6 separate regions of the Mus musculus genome follow, and all the other regions are linked to region 1. Evidence: chromatin contacts called from public Hi-C, HiChIP or PLAC-seq and promoter capture Hi-C data. All regions are on one chromosome and are shown on one strand. Each heading gives the region's core, a stretch centred on a gene start, on an enhancer-like site or on the middle of the called end of the contact. The rest is flanking DNA. Distances are from core to core; before and after follow the strand shown.

Region 1 (3,072 bases), core at 229-2,728:
GGCCAGCAAACTCCCGTCATCCTCCTAAGTGTTTTCCCAGTGCTGGGGTACCAGGCACATGAAGCCATGCCTCGTTTTTATTTAGGAAAGATTTGAACTCAGGTCCTTGTGTTTGTTCTGCAAGCCCTCTTAGTCACTGAGTCATCCACTTAGCCTGAGAATCTTTTATATACACACCACTTACACACTTTGGTTCTCTACCTCTTAGGATAGATTCTGAAAGGATGAATGTTAGGTCAAAGGTCTGTAACCTTGTTTACAATTCTTGATATTTTCTAGCAATCCTCTCTGTACAATGTATGCCACATACACTCCCATAAGAGAATTTTAGCATTTACATGAGGAAACTCGAGCCTCTGCCAACAGCACATGTTCCAGCTGTGTTGTTACATCCAGTGCTTATAAAGGCCTCCTGGGTGAGCACAGGCATGTGATGTTTTTGGGGTCGTGTGCGTGCACATGCGCGCGCATGTGTGTGTGTGTGAGTGTATGTGCCTGTGTGTTCGTGTGTGTATGTTGTGTTGACACAACCTAATTTTAGATACCAAGTTTAGCCTTTGCATTTCTTTTGCTTAATACTTCACCTGTCTCCTTTACGTTGTCCAACCAAAAGTAGCTTCCTTCTTGATCCCCCATTTCAACAGCAACCATTGCTCCCAAGCGATTCATTTATTTCAATCTCCATATAGAGAAAACTAACATTAACAACCATTTCATTTAGTCAAAAACTAACAACAAAAAAAGCTCTCAATGAAGCTATATCTCCAAGTTGCCAGCAGGGGGCACTGTGGGCCTTACTCTACTTCAGAAACAATCAGGCACAGTCAGGTTTTGAGATGGTTCCTCTTAGGGGCAGGGGCTGTCCGCTGAAGGAATATTAAACTAGTAGCCCATGTACAGAGCGCTTTTCCAATGAGACTCATTGGGTTTCTTTCTGCATGATTTATCCACACAAGTGAACAATTGTGTTTTAAAATGAATGTGGGGCCATGATTTAAAAAGACATTGAATTGTTTTAGGTGGGTATGTTAACGTCACACTCACTCCCATGGATATAAGGCCAAATTCACATTTTCCTTTCAGAGTTTAATAGAGCCAGGAGTCGATAAAGGTCACGAAGAAGCTCTGCACGTTTGTACACTTTGTTCTGTGGGAACTGTTGATGTATGGTCACATTAGCTCAGGCAGAAGGCTTGCTTATGCTCTCTAAAGTTGCCCCTCCCTGCCTGGTCCACGGCCATAGCTTCCTTAATGATGTTCTCTGCACCACTTCAATTCCCATGCTCACCTCAGCCTCTACTGCTACTGCATCCGGGATGAATGAATGGGACTAAACCCATCTCATCCCTTTCCCGAGACGCACTCGTGGCTCCGTGTGGGAGAACAAAGGCCTTCCTTGTGTTTTGGTCCAATGCTGACCTCACAGTCGAGCCTCTCCTGGTGCTACCTGACAGGCGCCACGCCCTGCTTCCTGACACCCGCGCTGCTGCTATGGCCCAGGAGCGCTCATCTTCTGCTGCCGTGTGAGTGGCCCCTCCAAAATCTGTGCGCTGGACAAGTCTCAGGCATGAACTTTAAGAGCTGGGGCCTGGTGGGAGGTATTCAGTTCACACAGGCCGGCCCTGCCCTTGTGCGTAGATTGATACTGTTATACAAAGGGACTGGGAGAGAAAAATCCCTCCGTCCCCAGTCTTCTGTGTGATACAGTGTTACATCCCCCCCTCCCCCCGCCCGGGGGTTTGCAGCAGAAGATGCTGTGTGGAACCAGGGAGTGAGTCTACTGACACCAAGAACTTCCCAGCTTCTCAAGCTGCCACGGCAGCGCAGACTGGACAAGGTGCCCTCCCTGCAAGGTGGACTCTGAGCTCTCTGCGCTCTGCTGCTCTATTCTGCTCTCCAGGCCCCACGGAGCTCTCTGCTATACCCGTTCTTCACCGTTTCTCCGAGCTAACTTTCCCACCCTCGGAGCTAGCATGGTCTTAGTCATTCTTCAAAAGCCAATTAACAGGTCGCTTCTCACTCACACCCTCCCTAAATCTCCATGTGTGATCTACCAGAATTCTTCAAAGAAGCAGAGCCCGGAAGGAACCACAGACGCCAGCCAGTCTAAAGCTAAAGGCTTGAAAATCCGGAGACGGGTAGTGTGGAAAACAGAAGAACACAAGGCCCAGGCTATAGTTAGACAACATGGCACTGATATGGATAGGTGGGACAAATCAGCTAAATTGTGACTAGCAGTGGACAATTTGGGGCCAAGAGTCAGCACAAGTTAGCTGATACCTAATGTCTGGGGAAGCCCAAAGTACAGAGTGATTTCAAATGCTATCTAATTTTTTTTCAGACACATTCGTGTCATTCTGTATAAACATGGCCTTGAGGGCAGAGTGGGTGTGTGGCTCTAGGTCAGTGTGCCCACCTCTGTGCATCCTGTGTGCCCATCTCTCTCTCTCTCTCTCTCTCTCTCTCTCTCTCTCTTTGTCTCTCTCTCTCTCTGTGTGTGTGTGTGTGTGTGTGTGTGTGTGTGTGTGTGCTTGATTGTGTATAAGATTATGCTTGAGTGCCTGCCTAGCAGTCTTTGACAGAAGTAAATAACACACATCTGCCCACAGCTCCTCAGAATCTCTTCACCCTCTTAGCTTCCTGGGACTGTCCTCCCTGCCACCCTCCTCCCTATGATGATCCTCCCTGCCACCTTCCTCCCTGTGATGGTACTCCCTGCCACCCTCCTCCCTGTGACAGTCCTTCCTGCCTCTCTTTTCCCTATGATAATTCTCCCTGTCACCCTCCTCCCTATGATGGTCCTCCCTGCCACCCTCCTCCCTGTGATCATCCTCCACCCTCCTCTTTTTCTGGCATGGGAGTGTGGACTCACAGAGTACACTGGTGTGAGACTTTGTGTCCAGAGTCTTAGAAATCTTGTTTCTTTTTAAAAATCAATTAACATGTTGAATTGTACACATTAATGAGATTTGGTGTGATATTTACATGTGTGTAACTAGTATGCAGTGATCAAATTCAACCTTCCATTTCATACCTTTCTTCCCCCTCTGCCTTTCCTATTCTGTTAACAGT
Region 2 (3,072 bases), core at 201-2,700, 990 kb before region 1:
CCAGACCGAGAATAAAGTGTGTCCTGTTTCTGGGGGAGGGGAAGAGGGGCCAATGGTCCATGGCAAATATTTGGGAGCTGTTTTGCCAAGGGCTGCCTTCCTGGCCAAGAGTGTATTGATGGGAAAACGGCAGCGCTGGCTTCAAGTAGTTAATTGGGAAGGCTGAGGCGCAAGGAAACTCAGTGTTCTCTCTCTGCCCCAGTTTTTAAGACTTTGCCGGCATCCCCACTAAGCAGGCTGCGGTGGTGGCATGGCACATTAACCCCAGCAGAGCCCTTTCTCCAACATTGTTCAGATGCACGGACCCACAAGGCAGAAGAGACAGGAGCATTCTCACATTGAAAGCCCTGGGAGCCCCAAAGTGTCCACCCGTGGGGCGCTGAAAGGAAAAGTTAACTTCTCTCTTCAGTAAGAGGAAGGCAGCCCAGCCGGCCCAACAGGCCGGGTGCGTGTCCCGAGTGGATCTGGTGAAGATGGATGTTCTAAGCGGGCGCACCAGAACCACTAACTAGCCTACAATAAACCTCGCCTGCCACTTTGAATCCTAACAAGGACAGGCTCAGAGGGACCGGCCAAAGACACCCTCATCCCCTTTCCGCAGACTCTCAGGCAATGTCCCCAGGACTTGCCAGTCGGTCTTGTCAAAGGCAGAGAGAAAGGCTGTTATCAGTCCGATCTAACCCTAGGTTGGGCTCCTCCACAGGATATGCTACCCCAGAACTCACATAACCATCTTCTCCTCGCAGTGTGGGTACTTTGGCTTCATTTCCAGCTTCTTCACGTCGCTGTAGCGGATCTTGGGCCCCTTCCGGGAACACTTACACTTGGACCCTGCGGAAGAGCGCGGCCGGGCTGCTGAGTCGCCGCCGTACAGGTCTCCGCGACCGCCCAAGGTGTCCGCCCGGGATCCACCCCCCCACCCCCCGCCCCGGGTTCCAGGATGCCTAGGTGGTGCTTGGGGTCCCTAGGACGGGGCAGGACCGCGACAGAGGGCCCTCGCGGCACTCACCGTCCACGCGCGAGGCGCACAGCGCCAGGAGCAGCAGGAGCAGCGCGGCCGCCAGGAGCCTCATGCTGGCCGGAGGGGCGCGGTGGGGAGCAGGGAGGCAAGGAGGGCGCCGGCCTGTGCGTGCGGCGGCCGGGGGATGCCGCCCGGCTTGGTTCTCGGTTTCAAGCACGCCTCTCTCTGCTCTGCTCGGCTCGCTCCAGCTACGCCCGTCGATGGGTGCTCCTGCCGTCTGTCGCGGTGCCGCGCTGCGCTTGGCGCTGGGTGCTGCGATCTCCCCACAGCTTCCCTCCGCCCACCCTGGCCTCTTTTAAATTCGCTCCTGCCCTCTCGGAGAGCGAGCTCATTAATATGCAGAACCACTCGGTGACTCACTGAGATTTCTCAATGTGGTGGGGGGAGGAGATCTCCCAGACCGCCCTGCCGCCCGCCCCGGACCCATCGCGATCCCAGCGGCGCACACTCGGAGCCACGCGCGCACACACGGACACACTCACATCCGCTACCCTCTCGCTCCACAGCACGCCCGCCTTTACGCTTGCACACCCATACCTCAGTGCCTTGGAAGAAGGTCAGGCGGGAGCACGGCCTGCTGAAGGGTGCTGCTTTTCTGTTTCCTGTGGACACTTCTCAGAACACACAGGTTTACTGTCCGAAGCCACCGAGAGACCCAGGCTTGGCTCAAATCCTAGAGTTTTCAAGCAGGTGCCAAGTGAGAATGCCAGCAGGCCCGCCCCCTGCGGTGTTGGGCTCTATTGTGCTTGCTGGGCTCGTGGTCCAAGCTCAAGGCCAGGTGGGATTAGGGGCTCATCACAGGTTAAGTCTTTGATCAAGTCACTGCTTCGCAGACTGGGGGGTGACAAGTGGTGAGGGCTAAGCAACTCCTAGGAGGGGTCTATAGTATGATGTTCATGTGTGACTATCTAGGGGCTGTGAAGAAACCGGGGTACTTGTCATATACATTCATAAGAATCTGTAGGGCCAGGTAGAGCTCAGTAGGCAGCTATGACCATGGTAACAGGAGGGAGGCCGCCCCACCTTGTGAACATTGCACCAGACGGTGGTGGATGTAATTCCACCCTACCCCTCTATTCGCCAGCACACGGCTCTCCATTAAACGGCTTCCGTTTACTCTCTGTAAACCTGTGGGTTGTCATAGTGCCCATCCAAGGCACCTGTGAGAAGGACATACGATCATACAGAGCAGTTGTCAGGATGCAGGACACCATGCTCAGACGATGGTACTTAGGGGCATCATTTTGTGTATATATTTTATTCGTCACTTTGACTGGGGCAACTTCCCTCAAATTGGTACTTTTAAGTTGTTCATTCGCCAGGGCAGAAACAGGCACAGTGAGGAAGAAACATCTCACCCAAGGTTTTAGAACCAGGAAGCAGGTGACTAAGCCAGGAGGGCCTATGGATATGTGACTGCAGAGTAGGACCACTCTACTGTCTTCAAGCCCCTGCATTCTGGTGAAGTGCTGCTTTGACCCAGTGACAGGGTCCAGGTATCTTAGGCTCACAGAGGGCTAGCCTTGGCTCCCAGACTATGGTTTGCACCTTGCTGTGTTGTTAGCCTGGAAGCTCCTAGGGGTGCGAGTACCCAGAGGGGCTTCTGGGTGGGTGGGGGAGTGGTAGTTGGCTAACTGCAGAATCTGTACTTTCTCTTTTCTTCTCTTCTGTGTGCCTCTAGGGGAAGCTGTGCTTAAAGAGCAAGCAGAACCCACACCCGCCATTTCACCTGTCCTTAAAGTCACAATGGCATTGGGACACTGGGCTCAGCAGAGGGAATGCAAGATAATTTTTGCCATTTATTACACTAAAAGATTAAAATTTGGGCTAGACCCAGGTTTAATTCCCAGCCCCGACAATTGTCTGTAATTCCAGTTCCTGGGGATCTGACACCCTCACACAGACATACCTGCAGGCAGAACACCAATTTATACACAATAAAAGTACATATATTTTTAAAAAGATTAAAAATTGTTTCATGTATAGCAGCATGGGTTTATTTCAGAAATATAAGAAAACTGGCAGTTTTATCCACTCAGAGGTCTGCACCA
Region 3 (3,072 bases), core at 231-2,730, 840 kb before region 1:
GAGCCAAAATCTGGTGGGGGATCTCCTGCCACTGAAACCCCCAGCTATGCCTGAAAGAGACTTTGCACCACCAGGTTCTCTGAGCACAGGGCTCTGAGAGGGCGTGGCTAGAGGAAGGGCCACAGTTGACAGGAATTACCTTGCCAGGTCAGCACAGAGCGACACTAACCCCCACCAAGTGTCATCTCAGGAGGGGGATGGAGCAGCAGTGGCTCAATGTGTGTATGTGCATGCATGTGTATGTATGTGTGCTGTGAATGTGTATGTGTGCTTATGTATATGTATGTACATGTATGCATGCACACATGTGTATGTATGTGCATGTATGTGTTTGCATGCATATATATGTGTGTGCACACATGTATGTGCTTGTGTGTATATATTTATATGTGTGCATGCACACCTGTGTGAGTTGTGTACAGGTATATCTATGTATGTGTGTGCATGTGAGTGTATATGTGTGTGCACGCATGTATGTGCATATGAGAGAGACAGTGTGTGTGTGTGTGTGTGTATGTGTGGAGAACCTTAAGTCTCCTATGCTGTTTCCCACTAAGCTGTCAAGTGCTCCTCCTGTCTATGAGGACCCCCCCCCCCCCACTCAACTCTGAAGTTCCAGGCACCCAACCATGTCAGGCATTTGTATGGGCTCTGGGACCCCAAACTCAGGTCCTCATGCGTGCACAGCAGGTGAACTTTCCACTAACCCATCTCCCCAAACTGTTGTGGATAGCCCTGGGGATAATTATATTTGATATTAATTCTGGTCTCCTGTGAGTGGATGGGAACAAGGAATGAGTCAGCCAGCACTCAGGTGGTTTCCTGTAAACCTGCTTCCCACCTTAATTTGTAAAATAAAGGCGAGCTGCTGATTGGGCAGATAAAAGGGAAGGTGGAGTGGAAGATGAGGAGAGAGAAGGAGGAGAAAATGGAAGGTGAAGAGCAGAAGCACATGGCCTGGAGAAACCTCAAGTTCTAAGGGGTCTCATAAACTGTGGAAGATGGTAGTGGAGTGGTAGATCTGCCCAATCTAGGCGCACAGCATGTATTCATATTAACTGAGTCATGTTTTCATTGCCCGGGCATATTTGGGAGGAGATTTACTGCAACACCAAACCTTCCGTTAGTAAGTGCAGGACTGTTTGCTTTAACACAGGTGAGTCTTCCAGGTGAGTTCTATTGCAGGCAACATTTGGTGGTTGTAAAGCGTCCGTCCCTCTTTCCGTCTTTTGATGAACTTTGCAAACTGTTAAACAGGGACCGGTTCCTCTGGCTGGCGCTTCCACCTGAAGACTCAGAAGCTGTACTGTTGGGGAGAGAGTAGTGTCAAGAAGAACCAAAGGAATTCCCCTAAGAGACTGGGGCCCCGCCTCCTGGATCACACCTTGTCGAAGTGCTGTGCCTTTAAGGTCTTTTGGGGGCGGGTTGTCAGCCACCCGCCCTCATTCGCTGACAGCCCGAGCGCGGGTGGCTGGAACTCGGAGTTTAGAGAAGAACTTGCAGGGTGACGGAGTCGCGCCTCTGCTGTGTTCCTGATCCGGTGGGGCCATGCCCGACACACACTGAGCGCGTGTAGCGCCGGCTGCGGGAGGGCGAGGCGCACGCCGTGTCGGTCATGGGCAGCTTCCAGCTGGAAGACTTTGTGGCAGGCTGGATCGGAGGTGAGTTTGCTTGCGAAAGACCACCCCCACCCCCGCACCACAGGGCAAACTGCCCGGCGGCGCCAAGCCAGCTGTTCGCACCCAGTGTGCTCAGTGCTTTGCATTGCCCATCCAGGAGTGAGCTACGCCTGTAGCACCGGGTGTCCCTAGCCCAGTCCGCTTGGCTGGTCCTGAGTTCCCTCCTAATTTGTGAAGCCAAGCTCTTTAAGAGTCACATCGATTTTCTCGAGCTTCTGATTTGCCTCAACTTAGGCTCCAACGTAACTCGGGTCCCATAATGATTAAACCGCTGGTCAGGGCAGACAACCAATGGAGTCACCCAAATATGCGCACACCCTTCAGTGACCGGGGGCATACCTGAGTTGGTGACATCTCCAAGTTACTAGCGCTTGGGTTAGCGCTTGGTTTGGCAGCTGAAATCCGGGTCTCAGGGCGGCCAAGAACTTGGACTTCAAGATCAGGTTGTCTTAAGGGCATTGATCCTGAAGGGAGCGGAGCCCGCAGGGTAGGAAGTCGAGCGCTGTGGTGTAGTGGCTCGCGACACTACAGCTGAGAGGAATCCCTCTGGTTTGGCCGCCTTCAGCACCCCCATCTTTAGCTCTTCTGAACTTTTTGGTACCCCACCCCAACCCCTCAGCTGTTGCTAGGTTCACCACCAAGCCGGAGTAGTTAACAAAAGTAAAGTTTCTGAATAAAGTCCAGCTGGAGCTTGCTGTGTCCTGAGGTCTCTCTCTGTCAAGTCAGAGGCTGAGAGCCTGAGTCTCTGCCTCAGGCTCCCTGCAAAGCCGGTCTCATAGCCAGTCACCTGCAACCCATGGACAGGATGCTTAGCAGGTTCCAGGTAGGCTGAAGTACCTGTGCTGTGTCTTCCAAGGTTTGTATTCTCCATTAAAAAATGCCTCCAGCTCAAGTGTATGATTTGATGATTTTTAGTAACTCCATCAAGAGGTAAAACACCCCTCTAAGCTGCAGAGTATTTTTATGCCTCATCTTCCCCGTGAGTCACAGTTGTGCCCCTGCCTCTCAGAACAGCCACTGTCCTCTACATTTGCTTTTCTTGGCTATTGTGTATTGAATCCTGCATCCCGTGCCCTTTGCTCCGCTTATGCGTATTTCTCTCATTACATAGCAACCCCAACGAAGTAGGTGCCTTTACAGCCTTATTCAGCAGATAGGAAATGGAAATATAGAAGAAATTGGTGACTTTCCTAAGGTGAGCATCTGCAGGCACTAGGACTCTAATCCAGGCAACAGGGCACCAAGGGTTTGCCTAGGGCCTTGAAAGTCCTTGAAAGTCCTTGAACCCCCAAACTTGCCTATAGCAGTTGTCTTTCTTAATGACACTGTGCAACAAAATTTCACTACAATATCCTCCACATTTGTTTGAAGCTCAGCAGACTTTCCAAGCTTC
Region 4 (3,072 bases), core at 186-2,685, 830 kb after region 1:
TTAGAGGGGAAGCCTTCTTGCCTCTCCCTGTGATCCTCTCTCCTCAAGGAAAATGGTAAAGCCCGTCCCTCGGTGCCAACCCACGGATGAGGAGGTGGTGGCACGAAGACTTCTGCTCCATAGTCTGCCAAACTTGGCCCTGCACAGAACACCTTCACAATAGGAAGACCAGCTCCTCGGATAAATGAAAACTGTCTGTGCTCCTGCCTGCCGGGAGACAAACCCTGGCCAGCCTGTTCCTGCTCAACCCGAGTACTGAAATGCCTCCAGTTGGTTCCTATTTCATTAAAAGTCCATGAAGGGAGAAACAAGAGCTCCTGGAAGACACAGACCGTGCAGCATCTCTCAAACTTTTTGATACAGGCGAGACGGGTTGTGAGCAAATGTCACCTAACTGGGTTTCTCCCTTACCTACGCCAGTGCAGAAGCCAGTGTCCACCAACATACACACAACAGACCCGGGTTAGGTAGGAAAGCCAGCCACTTGGCATGGTTCTCGAAAATTCAACCACCTCAGTATGAACGAGGCTAGTGCCCTCTCCCAGGTCAGCTCTGCAGTGCCATCAAATCCCCCCACCAAAGACAGACACTGTGAGGACCAGGAACGCCTCCCTGAAAAGGGCAATCCCGGTTCAAGACGGGACTATTCCCAACACAGGCCAGGAAGTTCCGTCTTTCCGTGTGCTCCACTGCCCAGCAAACCCAGATTTCCCTTGGCAAGAGCCGGGTCTCTGGAGCTTTGAGCTCTGGAAGAGGAAGGTTTCCAAAGAGACTTTTCTGCCCTCGCTCTGCTTTGGGGTTCTGCAGTTGCCAGGATCTGCAAACCTGCCTAGCTGGTGCAAACAAATGGTGGTTACACCTTACGCTCGCTCGCTCGCTCGTGTTTTCTTACACATGCATACTGCACTCACCACACTTACACATACGTACCTTTCGCCCTCCATTGTGGGAGGCCCGGCAGGGTTAGTAGTCATCAAACTGTGCATGCACCCGGGAACTGGCGCTGCTCGCTGGGTTCTCCCAGCAGACCCGTGAGGGACCCTGATCAGCAACCGTGATTCAGCATGGCTGCAACTGAGACCTCCTCCCTCCCAATCCTCCTTCCTCTTGACTTACTCGCGGCAGGCTTCTACCGCAAAAGCGACGGTGCTAGAAAATGTCTTACCCAGAGCTCCCTGCAGCCCTTTCAGCTGCTAAAAGCAGCAACCCACTCGCTTCCCCTCCCCCGCAGGCTGGCTTCTCCTCTGTCTCCTAGAAACAGCCACAGCTTCGGCGGCGGCGGCGGCGACCCAAGGGCTGTGCCACCTTTCCAGCTGTTTCCACATCTGCTCAGGCATCCCCAGCCCTAGCGACTAGCCCACCCCACAGTCTCCTGCCTCCTAGGCTGCACTACAGCGGATCAGAGGGATCCTCTCTAACGCTAACAGAGAAAAACTGACCCCTCCTTCTCTCCTCCTCCTCCTAAGCTGTGAGTCTGTGGGCCTGGCCAGATTGCTGGAATGAGGAGGCCCCTCTGTGGCCTGCAATGGAGTTTACCCACCTGGGAAAATTCACTTGTGAGTAACGTCAGCGCTGCCGGATTCCCCCTCCCCGAGCCCACGGTAGTTCTGAGATGCGACATTAAGACAAGTGGGTTGGAATGTGTGGGTGTCACAGAACTGAAATGAATAAGAAGAATTAGACATGGGAGCCAGGGCCAGATGCGTTATGTGCGGAGAGAGGGGGAGGTGCAACTGAAACAAACCCCCAGTATTACAAAATGCCAAAGACCATTGCAGTGATCACCACAAAAACACCACAACAGAACCGCTTTCTAAGGTCTGCCATACTGAACCTTATGCAAGCTGTGGCTCCAACTCAAAACGTCTACTACTGAGCCCCCATCTCCCAGCCAAAGCCCCTGTGCCCTGTAACCTCTAGATGTTGGTCCTACCTGGAATGGCTCCTCTAACCCTGATCCTTGAGTCTTTATGGAAGTGCAGTAAGTCACAGGTCTTCTGAAACCTTCCCCAAATCACACCAGTGACAGCGGGTAGCCTCCAACATAAACTTCAAAGGGTATTGCCCTTATTGCTCACCTCCCCCTAACTGAGTGTCCGGGGGAGTTTGTTTTTTTGGTTTTTTTGTTTGTTTGTTGTTTTTGTTTTTTTTTTTAAGATTTATTTATTTATTATATGTAAGTACACTGTAGCTGTCTTCAGACACACCAGAAGAGGGAGTCAGATCTCGTTGAGGATGGTTGTGAGCCACCATGTGGTTGCTGGGATTTGAACTCAGGACCTTCGGAAGAGCAGTCGGGTGCTCTTACCTGCTGAGCCATCTCACCAGCCCTGTTTTTTGTTTTTTAACATGCCTTGTTTCTCGAGCTTAAAGACAATCTTGTGGAAAGCCGACCGGAAGCTAAGTTTGTGTCTTCTAGAACTAACCAGGGCTTAGAGATAATTGGGTCCATTAGTGGTGAAAATTTTCTCAGAAGCTTCCCCAATCAGGAAAGGAAAAGCCAGAAACGAGTACCCATCCATCCCTGCTTTAGGACTCCTCACCAACCAATACACCCGGCCTCTCTGGAGGCTCAGAGCAGCACTGGCTGAGTGGGCTTCTGCTGGGTAGCCTATGACCTCACACTCAATCCTTCATTCCCAGGACACTCTCTAAAGTCTCTGTCAATTCTACTAATTGCGAGTTTACAAAAGTTGCAAAGGTCCCGCTTTCCTTCTTGGTATGCCCTAGCCATCTGCCTAGTGGTGCCACTTTCCTGGACTCTCGCGTCTGTGGGAACCTCAGGAGGATATAAAGTGCACGTGTTGCTTGTACAGTTCGGGCCCGCTAAGTTTCTTCAGTTGTTTCGCAGAGTTCAAGCCATCAAGCTAAAGGAGGAACACAGGTCTAGACGCAGCAGGTGTCGATAACTTGGACGTGACAGAACACTCTGACCCCGAACCAGCTGAGGTGTGAGTCTCAAGGTTTATCTCCCCAGACACACCAGTGTCCCCTTAGCTGGGACCACAACCCAGAGTCGTTCTCCATCCGAGAAGAGCACTCACACCCAGCAGCTCCGTGTCTTCGCTTGTT
Region 5 (3,072 bases), core at 208-2,707, 730 kb after region 1:
AGAGAGAAGGGACTGCGCTGAGTCTCAGCGGGACACCTTGAGGCCACCATTTTGGATTCCAGGTTCCCCCTCCCACTAACGCAGAGCCTATGGGATAGACAAACCGCCACTCTTATGTTCAGGACACAGGGAGAGCTACCTACTCTGGCAATCCTGCCCCTCTTCCTATCACTCAGAGCTGGAGGGAAGAACTGTGACCCCCGCAGGAGAGGAGAGGAGAGCAGTCTCACGTTACCTGCGTTGCGCCGGCACATGTTCATGTCTGCCACCTGCTTCCAAGTGTTTGTCCCAGGATCGTAAACTTCAACACTCTTCCTCACCAAGGGTCCGTCATGTCCCCCGGTGGCATACAGCTGTCCGCTGAGCACCCCAACCCCTGAAAGGCAGAACACAGTGTCCTGGCCTCAGGCTCACTATAAGAACCAGCATCCAAGAGGCCTCAAGCCTGGATAGTCATTGCCAGCAGGGAGACTTAGGGAGCAAGTGCTGTCTTCCTGGACCTCATTGCCCTAATCTGTAAAATAAATGTGATAATCCCCTGCCTGGCTCCCCATAAGACAGGCAGCCTGCAAATAAGGAGGTTCAAAGCCAAGACCCTGTTTCTGCTTTTAAAATGTAAATATGTGTGTGTGTACATATACAGGGGCATCAAAGGGATTTTTCAAAAGGTTCAAAGAAATCCACTGAAATGTAAAAAGATGCTAATTCTCATCAGAAAACCAGCCCCAGTTACCCTGTGGCATATTCATATTGCCTTGCTTTTCCTCTGCATCTTATTATTCGGTTGTATATCTGTTGAGACAGAGCCAGGTGCTGAGGTCATTGCTAGGGAGACTCCCTGCCAGCCTGTTCCTCCAGCCCTTCTTCCCCTTGATGGCAGAAGGCATCAGATTTGTCCTGGGGGTGGGGGGGGGGAGGAGCTGAGCAGTTCTTCACTGCTGCAAGACTGAGGAGATTCAAGCCATTCAGGAAGAGAGAGGGCTAGTGAGGGTGGCTTGCCTGGCAGCTGGGACACCTACACCTGCCTCTTCAACACCCGCTCTGGGTGGCCCTTTCTCTTTCTCATTCATGGAGAGAGGGAGTTGGAATGTACCCATGATTCTGTGGACTATTGCCTTCGGTGGAAAGACTGCATCCTTTCTGCTGGGTACTTTCTAGAAAAATAAAACCTTAGTTCCAGAGACACTGGCCAGAAGCCCAGTGGGGTATCTCAGTGAATTCGATGTGCAGCCAGGCTGTGGGTCTGGGGCTGAACCCGGAGGCTATAGACTTCATGAGGTCAGGAACTGCTTGTGTTTTGCCCTGGTCTATTTCCCTGAGGCTACTGGTGATGGGCTCCTGCAGATACTATCTAAATAACAGGATGTCATGTAAAATCCCGGCCAGAAATTATAGCGGGTTGCCAGTGGTTCCTGGCAGTTGCTCTAAACTAGCAGCAGATGGTGCTGTTGTACCAACAATGACCTGTGTCAGGTTGTGAGAGTCTGAAAATTCAGTAGTTGCTTCACCTTCTCTTCCTCCAGGGTGAGCAGGAGCTGACACTTCTGGGACCCTGAGATGGTCTCTGCCCACCGTGTCCATCCCTCTGCTTATGCTGTCCACTCATAAGGGAGCTAAGAGCCACCTAGACTTTCCCCCAGCAACTCTCCCACAATCCTTGGTAGCCTGCTCATAGACTCTCACATAGAATCCGACGGGCCTCAGGGAGCTATGACACAGAGCCTTCCGTCTTTAGGTCTTTGGCTGTCACCAGCTCCCAATGAGACAAGTACACAGGCTCCTGGTGCTAGTGATGACACATCCCTAACTCTTTATCAGAGTGAAGCACTGAAGAAAGGGACCCGGGAACGGGGTTCCGTCCCAGGACAGGGCTCCGTAGTAATCTGAACAAAGGGCTCTTCCCAGCAAAGGTCTGGGCCTCCCATAAATAGAAGCAGCTGTAATGGCATTGTCTGGGGCCTCCAGCCAAGGATGGGCCAGGTGACGTCCACCCCAACCACCGCCACAGGCCTTTAGCACTTGGCCCAAGTCATAAATGGATTTTTAGGAAGTAAATAGAAGGTTCTAGAAGCTATAATTACTAAACCATCAGGAAAGGGGGAAAATGTCACAGGATTTATGGATGGAGCTGGCCCTTTGGGAACATGGGCAGCCTGTGCACTGGACAGCTAGGGTGTTAGATGGCAACGATGGGGAATGGGGTCGCCCAAGTTGACGTGGCAGGATGGGCTACTGGACTAAGTGCCTGGACTTCCCCCATGAGACAGAAAAGGGGGTCATTATCTCTCCTCGGTGGAGAAAAACAAAGCAAGAAAATGTGGGTGTAGGGGATCGAGGTTTATCTCCAGCCATAAACACTGCTATGCCAGCCTTTACTCCCAAGACGTGGGCTTCAGGCAGGCCAGCTAGGCTTCTTAGCTAACGCCAGGGCAGTAGAACCTGTCCTCCCTCAGGGGAATAAGGCTCATTATTAGACGGCTAGACACAATTACCTTGGAAAGAGAATTCTAACTCTGCAAGCCTTCTATTCTACGACCTTGGGCAAAGTGATCCACCTCAGGCCAGACTGACTTTCAAACTCTGGTCAGAGGAATCAGCAGTGGTGGACTAAGGTGAGAGGAGGAGTGGGTGGGTGGCGGCTAGCCTGGGCCATGGAGAAATTGTCTCAAACAAACACAAAACGGGGCAGTGAAGATGACACGCCTTCCATGTTGAGCAAGGAGTCCCTGGGAAAGTCTGGTCTGTGTACATGTGTGCGTGTGTGCGCGAGTGTGTGTGTGTGTGTGTGTGTGTGTGTGTGTGTGTGTGTGTGGACATGTAGTAGCCAGGTTACTTACAACTGGAGGAGAAGAGACAGGATGAGGGGAAACAGGCACGGTTCAGTGGTTGGTCTTTAGTCTCAGCCTGTAACCCACACACACTCCACCCCACCCCCATGCTCTCCTGTGCCCCAAGGCTCTCACATACGTACCAGCGCCACTGCGTCGGGTGCTCATGTCTGCCACGTATATCCACTCGTTGGTGGCTGGGTTGTACTGCTCCACGGTGCTCAGGCACTGCCTGGAAGCACCA
Region 6 (3,072 bases), core at 174-2,673, 700 kb after region 1:
TGGTTGTTGGGAATTGAATTTTTAGAACCTCTGCTCCCTCCGGTCGCTCCCGTCGGCCCTGTTTGCTCTGGCCCAAAGATTTATTTATTATTATACATAAGTACACTGTAGCTGACTTCAAACCTACCAGAAGAGGGCATCAGATCTCATTACGGGTGGTTGTGAGCCACCATGTGGTTGCTGGGATTTGAACTCAGGACCTTCGGAAGAGCAGTCAGTGCTCTTACCCGCTGAGCCACCTCACCAGCCCGGAAGAAGGAGTTTTTATACCGTGCCATGAATGTACAAGGTTCTACAGAAGCTTCGCACCAGTGAGGTCATTGGGTAGAGGCATTCTGGGCCAAAGATGAAGAAATCAGCTATCCAAAAGCCCTAAAATTTGCCCCAGGTTTGGAGAGTAGCTGGACAAAGACTCTGGCTCAAGGTGTGTGGTTCAAGAGTGATTCATAATGTAACACAGTCCAGCTGTAACTCCTTGCCCAAGTGCCGAGCATAAGGAAGGATTCGATTTGCTGCGGGCCCTCCATAAGCAGGAGAGCCCGATCATAGACTAAGTCCTTGGAAACCACGAGCTAAATATCTGTCTATATTAGATATTTTTTTATCATAGTAACAGAAAGCTAACTAATATGTTCCTCAATTTTTTTAAATCAAAGATTGAATTCAATGATCTTCCTCCACCATCACTAGCACCACCAGCCTTCTCTGCTGCTTGCAGGGAAGGGGCTTCTCCGTGACATAAAGGGGAGGAGCACCACCGCTGAGAAGCCTGAGACCCACAGGAAGTTTCTCTTCTCCCTCCCCAGATACTGTGGCCCATAGTTCCCTGCACGTAGCCCAGATTTACCAGCCTGTGGATTCCCACGGAAAGGCGGCACCCAGCCAAGCAGCCCCATATGCTAAGTGGGAACCCCAGACACACATCCAGAACAAACTTCCTGAGAGCCCCACAGGGCCACCAGATTTCTGTGCCGCTCAGGCAGCACACTCACTTCAGCCCTCCACTCCTCTAGAACGAGGCTTCAGTGCAGGAGACCAAGCCACGCGTCAGAGGATTTAGGGATATGTCTGGTTCCACCAATGTTAATTTCCCTTTTCTGACATCAATACCAGCGGGGACAGCAGCGCCTCACCCCCACCCCCACCACCCACCACCCACCCACCCCCGCCTGTGAACCCTACAGCACGTGGGGCCCCACCCTCAGGCCCTGCCTCTTGCAGTCCCTTTGACAGCGCTCTGCTTCTAGGTACCATGCCGTCCTGATTTTGCTGATTAGAAAACTGAAACTCTGAGGCTGAGTGACCAGCCTAATGTCACATGGATAATAAGTGAAGGGGGTGAGCGCTGGGTCTTTCTGATCTGACAGCTTGCACTGTTAACAGCTTCCCCCAGGGCCTGGCGCTGTGCCTGATGTTCACTACGTGTGTGTTGATAAGTTAGTGTGTCCATATGGTACAAGGACAGGAAGCCCTTCACGAGCAGACCGGCACATCACACTGAGCTCTAGAAAGAAGGACGTACCTACAGCCGTGCTGCTGGGAGGAAGGAGGTCCCGACCACCTTTCCGGGAAATGGGGCCATGGCCTTTAGCAAGGGCTGCAGGTGACTAGAAACACAGGGGTTGGGGGTGGGGGTGGGGGAAGCAGCTGCTATTTCATCTGCGGTTTGCTTTTTCGTGACCGTCAATTTACTACACAATCAAATTTTACTTTTCAAGAATTACAAGGAAACACTCGCCCCCACCCCACCCCCAAGACAAACCCTTCAAAGGATGGGGCTGGTCCCAGCCAAGGGATAAACTTCTGTTCATCTACTCAGCAAACAGCTTTGAGCATCTACTGTGTGCCTTATTCTGTGCCAGTCTCTTTAAGGGACTATCATCCTGGAGACTTGAGGCTACAGATGCAAAGAAACTCTAGAATATAGGCATGAGGCTAACAACCGCACAACGCCCCGAGGGGAAGGTGAACTTTGAGGGTGTGAGATAAAGCAGCTGGATTTAGTTCGCTAGGGTCATGGCGGGCCTGATGGGGGACTTTGAAGCAGAACCATTAATCATGTGAAGGAATTCACCAAGCCAGCAGAGGGCAGAGGCGGGAAGGTATGGTAGCGAGCTGTCTCTCCTTGTCTCTCTTACTCCATGCTACCCTGTACTAGGCCCCAGGCTTCTTTCTCAGGCCACCTAATGGACCCGACTGTACTCAGCTCCTGACCCAGGAAGGCCAGTGGGGTGTAGGTATAGTGTTTCCAAATTGAACCTTGACCTTGTGTCTCTGTTCAGGACACACCGTATGGGCTGGGAACCAGCACCATGGTACAATGGACTTGGTAGGTCAGTCAGGTTAAACCACAGCACAAGTCTCTGAGAGCCACCCCCACCGCCGGCCCCGTCCCCACCCCTGGCCCCACCCCGTCCCCACCCGCCCCCACCCCAGCGCCCAGCTCCTAGCTTCCGGTCCTCCTCAGGCTTCACCTGCAGCAGTCCAGCCTCTTTGTTATCAGCAGCAAGTACTTTTCATGCTTACAAGATTAAAATTCCAGATTACAAAATGGGTAAAGCAGCTCTTGTACCCAGGACCTGCATCTCATAACAGTACACGTGTAAACCCATGCAAGCTGGCAGAGTCTCTCAGGAAGACGGCTCAGCTCTCGCCCAGCTGAGAACACTTCTCTTCGGAGGAGTGAAGCAGCCCAGGGCCTCTCTTTCAAAAAACACAAAGATCTCGGGTTTATTTCAGGGACTGAATGACTCTGTAGCGAGAATAGGCTTCCTCCTGCTCCCAACGCGGCCCCGAGGATGAAAATGATAGGTCGGTTCTCTCCAGAAATCTGAAAAAGGCTGAGGCATTACACCCCCAAAGCACCCCCAGAGATAAAAGAGAAAGATTAAGTAATTTGAAGATAATTTCTTCTGTGAAAAGAATAATGTTGCCACCGAAATGAAAACCCTTGTAATAAAACCAAATTATTCTGAGACGGCAGCAGTGGGAGCTCTCTGCCTCTCTTAGACAGCACTTCTGCAAGATCCGTGCTGTGTTCATTGGCACAGGGTGAATATACCCAAGGTGGAT

The links. Promoter capture Hi-C pulls out the DNA fragments that hold promoters and counts their contacts. A called contact is a pair of places that touch in the nucleus more often than the background predicts. HiChIP or PLAC-seq counts read pairs in DNA pulled down with a chosen protein or histone mark.
Region 2: a contact with region 1 is called in an HNF4G HiChIP or PLAC-seq map of pancreatic cancer cells, with 19 times the contacts expected there. The contact joins the promoter of Cxcl14 here to the promoter of 1700072F12Rik in region 1. A contact is called at or near these places in 4 of 484 Hi-C or Micro-C datasets (the N1E-115 cell line, adipose-derived mesenchymal stem cells, cranial neural crest and 1 more) and 4 of 115 datasets of contacts at active chromatin or transcription factors (embryonic midbrain, embryonic stem cells, forebrain and 1 more).
Region 3: a promoter capture Hi-C map of embryonic stem cells shows a contact between it and region 1, with 4 times the contacts expected there. The contact joins the promoter of Slc25a48 here to the promoter of 1700072F12Rik in region 1. A contact is called at or near these places in 5 of 39 promoter capture datasets (the 3T3-L1 cell line, 3T3-L1-derived adipocytes, the HPC-7 cell line and 2 more) and 1 of 115 datasets of contacts at active chromatin or transcription factors (craniofacial prominence).
Region 4: a contact with region 1 is called in a Hi-C map of cortical neurons, with 5 times the contacts expected there. The contact joins the promoter of Klhl3 here to the promoter of 1700072F12Rik in region 1. A contact is called at or near these places in 2 of 39 promoter capture datasets (cranial neural crest and hippocampal neurons), 4 of 484 Hi-C or Micro-C datasets (cerebellum, cerebral cortex and cortical neurons) and 2 of 115 datasets of contacts at active chromatin or transcription factors (embryonic forebrain and stem cell-derived neural progenitor cells).
Region 5: a contact with region 1 is called in a Hi-C map of cerebellum, with 3 times the contacts expected there. The contact joins the enhancer-like site here to the promoter of 1700072F12Rik in region 1. A contact is called at or near these places in 6 of 484 Hi-C or Micro-C datasets (cerebellum, cerebral cortex, cortical neurons and 1 more).
Region 6: a Hi-C map of cerebellum shows a contact between it and region 1, with 2.6 times the contacts expected there. The contact joins the enhancer-like site here to the promoter of 1700072F12Rik in region 1. A contact is called at or near these places in 3 of 484 Hi-C or Micro-C datasets (cerebellum, cortical neurons and ventral hippocampal neurons) and 1 of 115 datasets of contacts at active chromatin or transcription factors (embryonic basal ganglia).

Annotation. Positions count from the first base shown.
Region 1 is chr13:57,280,885-57,283,956 of GRCm38.p6, forward strand. 1700072F12Rik (a long non-coding RNA gene) reads left to right here and starts at 1,479. Exons shown (of 2, transcript XR_873502.1): 1 at 1,479-1,523; 2 at 1,746-2,382.
Region 2 is chr13:56,295,101-56,298,172 of GRCm38.p6, forward strand. It overlaps Cxcl14 (chemokine (C-X-C motif) ligand 14), which reads right to left and starts at 1,451. Exons shown (of 4, transcript NM_019568.2): 1 at 1,010-1,451; 2 at 726-831. The coding sequence starts at 1,073.
Region 3 is chr13:56,436,875-56,439,946 of GRCm38.p6, forward strand. Slc25a48 (solute carrier family 25, member 48) reads left to right here and starts at 1,481. Exons shown (of 8, transcript NM_177809.4): 1 at 1,481-1,661. The coding sequence starts at 1,616.
Region 4 is chr13:58,112,212-58,115,283 of GRCm38.p6, forward strand. It overlaps Klhl3 (kelch-like 3), which reads right to left and starts at 1,436. Exons shown (of 15, transcript NM_001362415.2): 1 at 931-1,436. The coding sequence starts at 944. It overlaps Gm33389 (a long non-coding RNA gene), which reads left to right. Exons shown (of 5, transcript XR_003950588.1): 5 at 1-759. Gm52040 (a long non-coding RNA gene) reads left to right here and starts at 1,489. Exons shown (of 3, transcript XR_003950589.1): 1 at 1,489-1,556; 2 at 2,852-2,949.
Region 5 is chr13:58,010,859-58,013,930 of GRCm38.p6, forward strand. Klhl3 (kelch-like 3) reads right to left here. Exons shown (of 15, transcript NM_001362415.2): 12 at 2,972-3,072; 13 at 236-376. Among named protein-coding and RNA genes, the nearest start is that of Mir874, 11 kb to the right of the region's middle. Within about 2 kb of position 1,458, at least 10 of the 459 cell types and tissues checked have an H3K27ac peak or open chromatin away from gene starts, as enhancers often do. A contact at or near this core is called in cerebellum, where this site is marked.
Region 6 is chr13:57,982,173-57,985,244 of GRCm38.p6, forward strand. No RefSeq gene overlaps it. Among named protein-coding and RNA genes, the nearest start is that of Mir874, 39 kb to the right of the region's middle. Within about 2 kb of position 1,424, at least 17 of the 459 cell types and tissues checked have an H3K27ac peak or open chromatin away from gene starts, as enhancers often do. A contact at or near this core is called in cerebellum, where this site is marked.